Regions from separate parts of the Mus musculus genome. Here region 2 is linked to region 1. Evidence: chromatin contacts called from public Micro-C data. All regions are on one chromosome and are shown on one strand. The core of a region is the stretch at or near the end of the contact, and the rest is flanking DNA. Distances in the headings are between cores, read along the strand shown. Region 1 overlaps Otub2 (OTU domain, ubiquitin aldehyde binding 2). Region 2 overlaps Gm46375 (a long non-coding RNA gene).

Region 1 (3,515 bases), core at 347-2,846:
CTGGGCTCGCAAGCTTTGCAGCGCACCCCCGCTGTCATTCTGCAGGCCTCACTAGAGTAGCAGTCCTCCCCGGGCCCTGCCACACAGCTGGTCACCCAGGTGGCCTGCCACCCTGAAAGGTGGGAACCCTTGAGAGGTTCCCCGGAAGGTGCTCTCTAAGTGTAACCAGCCTATGGCGCTCTGCCATTTTGTATGGGGGGGGGTCTCCTACCCCGTCTCCCTGAGTGACACCTCACTCTCTTCTGTGCTATTATCTTTAGCAGGTGGCCACCCTCGGGGCCACATCCTTAGCATAAACATGCTCTTTCATTCTTTTACTTAGGCTATGAGTTTTCCAAGACCTTTATCCTCTTCACTTATGAACCCCGTCTTTACTCACATCATGTCTCTCTCCTCTCCCGTGTTAGGTGATAAAGTTACAAGAACCCACTTCGCAGCCTGAATGCCGCTGCCTTGGGCTTCTGCCACCTAGGTCCTTCCTAGCTCATTGTTCTTAAGTTCTGTTTTCCCATGGAGACCTGAGGCAAGGACACCCTGCAGCCAAGTTCTTTGCCACTTGCGGAGATGGCCCTTCCCTCCAGTCTCCAGGACCTCATTCCTCGCTTCCATCTGAGGCGCCATCCTCGGGGCCTCTTTTGTGCCAGTTCCTGCCAGCGCTCTCACACAGAATCTTCTGGGAAGACCCCCACTTTACCTTCTGTTCTCCGTCTTGTCTTACCCACTCCAAAATCGCCCTTGGTGGCCTGTTCACAGCTGCGAAGGCTGCTCCAGCATCCTCCAGGGAGGTGTCCCAGCTGTAGCCACTGCCCCATCCCGAAGCCTTCATGTCTGCAGGTATTAGTTATGGCAGCTTCGGCTCCTGACTCCTGGCTATGTCTTAGCCTGGTTGTATGGCGGTGATAGGTTATCACTGGGCCATTTTTACGAAACAGCTCCATCAGGCTCAGAGCTTGGGAAGCTGGAAAGTCCTAAAGAGCTTGGGAGGTGCCAGCATCAGGCCAGGGCCTTCTTGCTTTCTTACCATGAGGAAAGGCCTCGCTTGGCAGAAGGCAGGGCTAGGGAAACTGAGTCGACATGGGTACAACTCAGAATCGTGATGTTAGTCCAGTCACAAAGGCAGAGTGTTGCCTTTTGATACTGTGATATTGGCAGTTAAACATCTGAGCCCAGCATAGAGTACTGAGGAAAGGCTCTGCCAGTTAAGCAGACTCTTCTGACTGCTCATAGAGAATGTGGGGCTGACTGGGAGAGGAAGCCCCAAGGTCACACTGGGCAGGGTACATTGCATCCTCCTTGTGGGAGATGGTGAGGGCTCTCAGGCCAGACCCAGGAACTAGTGGGGCAGGGTGAGACAATGGAAGAGGGCTCCTGGATTTGGGGGTATACTCTGGTGGGTAAAGGGGTATCCTAGGGTCTAGAGGAGACTGGTGGGGACAGAGAGGCAACAGAGTAATTAAGGGTGGATGAATCAGAAGGGGTAGTTTGGGTGACTGAGAGGTTGCGGCTGTTTGAGGCTGGAGTCCTAGGGAGAGGTGAGGCTGGAGCTAAGACCAGGAGGCTGCTCAAAGATGTTACACAAGTTCACATTATCTGAGGGAGGCAGAGGCCAGCTTCAGGAACTCTGAAAACACTAAGATAAGGGGTTGGAGCCCCACAGAGAAGGGTCATGAAGTAAGCCTGAGTGATTGTCAACAAAGATTAGCGTATCCTGTTACCTAGCACCCGTGGATATATTACCACGGCAGAGGTTCCGAAGTGTGACTCAGTTAAGGGGCTGAAGTGGAAGATTACCCGTAGTTATCAAGGATGGCACAGAGAGATCACCACTATAGTCCCTACAAGAGGGAGGAGGGGAAGGTAAAGGGAGCGTGGAAAGAAAGGTTACAAGGTGAGAGAAAGGGGTTATCCATCCTGGAAGGCAGCCTTTCATGTGTATTTATTTGTGTGGGGATGGGGGATGGCAGGGGGTGAGGGCGTGGTGCAGGCATGCCATGGAGTATGTGTGGAGGTCAGAGGGCAACTTGCAAGAGTCAGTTCTCTCCTTCCACCACATAGGGCCCAAGGGTCTAACTCAGGCAGGGTGCTTGGCAGGCTTAAGGACTGAGGATAGCAGCCTGCACTGCAGCAGAGGCCAAAAGGCCCAGAGAGCACAGCCTGGCCACAGCTTGTCTTTAGAGGGAGGAGGCTGGAGGCTGACTTCCAGTTGCAAAGACATCCAGTGGTGATGGTCTGTGACACCACAGTTGTCCCCAGGTGTTGGAGCAGGAGTGAGTCCTTCAAGGAGACAGGTCTCCCTGCACCCATGGCTTCAGTCACCTCATTAATAATGGACTTTTGAACACATTACATGTGTATTCATATATATATATACATATATATATACACACACACATATATGTGTGTGTATATAACTGATATATATTACCCATATATATATTACACATATATATGTGTGCATATGTGTGTATGTATATATATATATGGATGCATATGTAAGTGTATATATATGTATATATACATATATTCATATATGAATATCCATATCTGAATATTCATATATACATATATACAAATTTATGTTTATACATATATACATGCATACATGTATATATATATATATGTTTATATGTAATTCATATATGTGTGTATATATGTATATGTGTGTATATATATATGTATATATATATATAGAGAGAGAGAGAGAATGAGAGAGAGAGAGAGAGATTTGGGTGTATGTGTGTTGTGTATCCCTGTGTATGTATGTGTTCATAATAGAGGATTGTACCAACCTGTGCACGAGTGTAGAGGCCAGACATTGACATCATATACCTTCCTCTATCGTTTTTCTTTTAAAAATTTAGCGCATGCATGTGTGTGAGGTATGCATATGAACCTGCCTCCTAAGTAGGTGGGCACACATGTATGTGGATTTGCATGCACATGTGTTTCTGCATGCGGATGTCAGGAGGTGGTGACACTGGGTGTCTTCCTTGTTCTCTGCTTATTTAGACAGGGTCTCTTGCTGAGCCTGGAGGTTGTCGATTCTGGGTGGTCTAGCTAGCTAGCTGGCTGCAGGGATCCATCTCTGCCTCCTGAGGGCTAAGTTTACAGGTAGCTGCCACACATCCGTTCTGGGGATCTGAACTCTTGTCTCCCTTGGGGAGCAAGCGCCTTGCTCACTGAGGCCTCTCCCTAACTCGTCTAATTTCCGAGATGGTGTCTCTCCACTGAACCTGCAGCTCACTCACTGGCTGGATTGGCCAGTCACCAGTCCGGAGAGCTGGCTGTCTCTAAATCTCCGTCCAGTGCTGAGGTATGGGTGCATGGCAGGGGCAGGTTACACAGTTGCTGTGTTACAAAACTTGGGGCCTTATGCTTAAGCAGTGAATTCATTACCCATTCGGCTACCTTCCCAGTCCCCAAGTAGACATTTAAGTAGACACTAACTCCTTCTAGTTCCTGTGGGGACTCCAGGCGAGCAGGTAGGGCCAGGGTTCAACTCTGGGTGGCCTCTG
Region 2 (3,882 bases), core at 315-2,814, 1.6 Mb after region 1:
GGGCTGTGCAGGAGCGATCAGAGGAACTTTCTGGAGTCAGCTGTAACCTCCCTCTGCCTTTATGTGGTTCTGAACTCCGGACATTAGGCTCTGTGTAGTGAGCATCTTTATGAGCTGAACCGTCCTACCAACCTCTTAGTCACTCAAATTCTGTGTGGTATCCATAGCAAAGGACCATTTTCTGTGTCATGAGTAAATTCCGATCTGTTTCTTAGGTGCTATTTCCACACGGTGCTCTTTTTTGCTCTTTTGTTAAAAATTATTCTGGGTGAAGCTATTGATAAGATAAAATAAGCTGGGGAGAAATGGCACGGGCTCTGGTAACACAGAGAAGTCACTTGATGGACCTGGAGCCCGAGAGCACGCGCGCCAGGCTCACTCCTTCAACTGTGCGTGCATGAGCTGAAGTCGTCCGGTCCTGTTTATTATCTGCCTGTGCAAAATGGAGGAGCTAGAGAAAGAACCCAAGGAGCTAAAGGGGTCTGCAACCCTATAGGTGGAACAACAATATGAACTAACCAGTACCCCTCGGAGCTCGTGTCTCTAGCTGCATGTGTATAAGAAGATGGCCTAGTTGGCTATCAGTGGAAAGAGAGGCCTATTGGTCGTGCAAACTTTATATGCCTAAGTATAGGGGAACACCAGGGCCAAGAAGTGGGGTGGGGGGTAGGGATGGGGGGAAGGGTATGGGGGACTTTTGGGGTAGCATTGGAAATGTAAATGAAGAAAATACCTAATTAAAATTTAAAAAAAAGAAAAGAAAAGAAAAGAAAAGAAAACAGAGCTTCGGGCTGATGGCACCGAGCTTGCCAGGCCAACGAGCCCACTACACATAATGAATGTGGTTTTGTTTTCTCGGAACTGCTGTGTACCAGGAAAGTCTCGTCTCTGCTCAGCTCTCTCCTTGGTGACCAAACATGAACTGTGTGTTCACTACGCTGAAGGTCGTCCACCCTCCCCGCTTCATCATTCATATTTAAACAGCCGCGTATTGCAGACCTGGCCTGCTTGTTCCCTTTCCTTTTGAAATCCACATGCAGACTTCATAAGATCAATGTTTCCAGCCCAGGGGGGATTGGCAGAGCACAAAAGCCTCCAGGATCAAAGCCTCCTGACTGGGCTCTTCTCTGGGCCTCACACATCTCTAGCTGGCTGGGCAGGGCCAGATGCCTTATCTCCACAGGCTCCGACACCCAGCAAAGGGACCACCAGTTCTTGCTGTCTTCCTGGGAGGAGCGTGCAGAACGTGTGCCATGAATTTGAAGATCTGCCCGAATGTTTCCTCCTGTGATGAACTGAATCCCCACTCCTTGAAACAGAAAGCAACTCTGGAAGAGAATGCGTCTTCTGAGGAAGGTCTCTACTAGGTGGGAAAAGGAGCGGTTTGGGTGTTTGCTCTCCGGGGACAACAGTTTTCAAAGCCACTAGAGCGTTTCTCTTTATTTTCTGAACCTGTGATAATATTAGAAGCTGTGATAGGCAGGGTGCCCAGAAAGCTGAGGGAGGTCCAGGAGCCCCGCCCTGGCTGACTCCCAGAGGCGTGGCCTTGGCATCCTAGTTAGGCTGGAAGAACCCAGGAAGGCTTTGTGGTACTTTGTGCAACCACAGACAGACAGGCAGGCGCTCTTGAGCTGGGTGGCAGGGCTTAAAAATGTCAGATAGGTCCACGTGAAGGCTGAGAGTGACCTGTAGGGTGTTGTCCTCACAGCACAACAGCCTTTACCACCTTCGTCAGAGCAGCTGTGACTGCCTGCAGCAGTCTTTTTTTAAAAAATATTTATTTATTTTATGTATATGAGTACATTGTAGTTGTACAGATGGTTGTGAGCCATCATGTGGTTGCTGGGAATTAAACTCAGGACCTCTGCTCCCTCCGGCCCAAAGATTTATTTATTATTATAATATGTAAGTACACTGTAGCAGTCTTCAGACACACCAGAAGAGGGTATTAACTCTCATTACGGGTGGTTATGAACCACCATGTGGTTGCTGGGATTTGAACTCAGAACCTTCAGAAGAGCAGTCAGTGTTCTTACTCGCTGAGCCATCTCGCCAGCCCTCCATTTTGGTTTTTGAGGCAGGGTCTCTCACTGAATGTGGAGGGCATCGATTGGCTAGTCCCCTGGCCAGCAAGCTCTGGGGAGCCTCTGTCCCCGACTTCCTAGCACTCATGCTACTATGCTAAGCATGTTATGTGTATGCTGAGTACTGAGCTCAGGTCCTCCTGTTGGTGTGGCTCGCAGTGTATCCCCTGAGCCACCTCTCCAACCTCATCTCCATCATAATTCTTGGTTGGACGGGAGCCTTCCTGAATAGTGAAGACCATGTTTCACTGTAAAAGCCTAGCTTCAGGATGCCTTAGGGTCCTGCTGCTGATCACTGGCCCCTGACCAGACAGAAAGTGTGCTTTCCAAGTGGTTGCTGCCAGCCCTTAAAACTGCAACTTCCCCTGACTTTAAAGACCTTTGTAGTGGCTATTCCTGGCTGTCAACTTGACTATAACTGGAATGAGCTACAATCCAGAATTGGAAGGCTCACCAGTGACCCTAATCTGGAGGCTGGGAGATACAAGTTTCTGACCTGGATCTTGGCATGGAGACCTTGAGGCATAGTGGCTATGAATCCTAGAAGATTAAGACAGAGAGATTTCCAAGTTCAAGGTCATCTGGGATTAAAGGTATGGTGCCACACACCTTTAATCTGGGCCACACCTTCAGCTGGAGACCTACATAAGGGCATTGTAAGAAGGAAGATTTACTCTCTCTCTTCTTCTCCTGCTTGCCTTGTGGGACTGAGCAACTGCTAGATCCTGTCACAGCTGCTGCTGACCACTGTTGGGAGTTGGACTACAGACTGTAAGTCATCAACAAATTCCCTTACTATATAGAGACGACCCGTCAGTTCTGTGACTCTAGAGAACCCTGACTAATACAACCTTTGATTCTAAATCTCCTCTACGGTGGAGTGGGTACACACACACACACACACACACACACACACACACACACACACACAGCAAGTGCCACACACTTCCTGGTGAACAGTCAAAATCAGTAGGCAGAAAACAAGTCAATGGAAAGGCTAACAGAAGGTACGCCCACCCCAGTGGCCACAGACACTGAAGGTCTTACAAGCACCAGGGCGAAAGGGACAGCTACCAGCCTCTGCAGGAAGGCCACTTCTTCAATCTTGTGCAGATTCTTGCTTGCTATTGACATGCGTGGGGAAAATGGTGGGGCCCTCTGCTTACTTCACAGGCTCTCTAGATGCTTTAGAACAAACACAGGCTCACACACAGGGGCCACTCACAGCTGGGAGACAAGGTGGCAAATTCCTCCCAACTCTTTCCCGAACTGAAAGGGCAAGCGGCCACCAGTGGTCAGGAATCAGTCTCCGGTCACACTTCCCTCACGGCCCAAAGCAGGAAGCCTGGGCCCTCACCTGGCCTTGCTGTGGCTTGGACATTTCCCATCTCTGTCTTCTTTCCTTCCTCCTTTTCAATCTTCATGGCTGTCCTTCCACAAGCACACAGACCCAGGGTTTTACCCTTGTCTGGCTTTTCTCTCGAGGCCCACGCCTACCTCTGTTATTATTCAAAGTAATTTTATGGTACAGGCAGTCGTGGAAACACTCTCCTCTTTCAGCTGTAGCCTGATGATTTAGGTGTCCCTCAGGTGCCTTGAGAATCTCGATGTACAGAAGTCTTGTGACAGCCCATCTTCCTTCCATTTCCCCCGAGTTAGCAAGCAGCCAGCAGGGCTCACCATAACCTCCAACCAGACAATCACAGATGGCGCCTTTCCTTTCTGCAGGGTTTCTGATCTCCTCCCATGGCCCCTCCCCCACCCCAGACTGGAATAGTGCTGCCTCACTTACAGTCAG

The links. A called contact is a pair of places that touch in the nucleus more often than the background predicts.
Region 2: a contact with region 1 is called in a Micro-C map of the G1E-ER4 cell line. The contact joins two enhancer-like sites. A contact is called at or near these places in 2 of 39 promoter capture datasets (hippocampal neurons and pre-B cells) and 2 of 484 Hi-C or Micro-C datasets (both in the G1E-ER4 cell line).

The regions. Positions count from the first base shown.
Region 1 is chr12:103,392,090-103,395,604 of GRCm38.p6, forward strand. The region is part of intron 1 of Otub2 (OTU domain, ubiquitin aldehyde binding 2); the gene reads left to right. Among named protein-coding and RNA genes, the nearest start is that of Otub2, 5.2 kb to the left of the region's middle. Within about 2 kb of position 1,597, at least 37 of the 459 cell types and tissues checked have an H3K27ac peak or open chromatin away from gene starts, as enhancers often do. A contact at or near this core is called in the G1E-ER4 cell line, where this site is marked.
Region 2 is chr12:105,018,532-105,022,413 of GRCm38.p6, forward strand. It overlaps Gm46375 (a long non-coding RNA gene), which reads right to left. Exons shown (of 2, transcript XR_003950255.1): 1 at 3,877-3,882. Among named protein-coding and RNA genes, the nearest start is that of Gm46375, 6.3 kb to the right of the region's middle. Within about 2 kb of position 1,565, at least 112 of the 459 cell types and tissues checked have an H3K27ac peak or open chromatin away from gene starts, as enhancers often do. A contact at or near this core is called in the G1E-ER4 cell line, where this site is marked.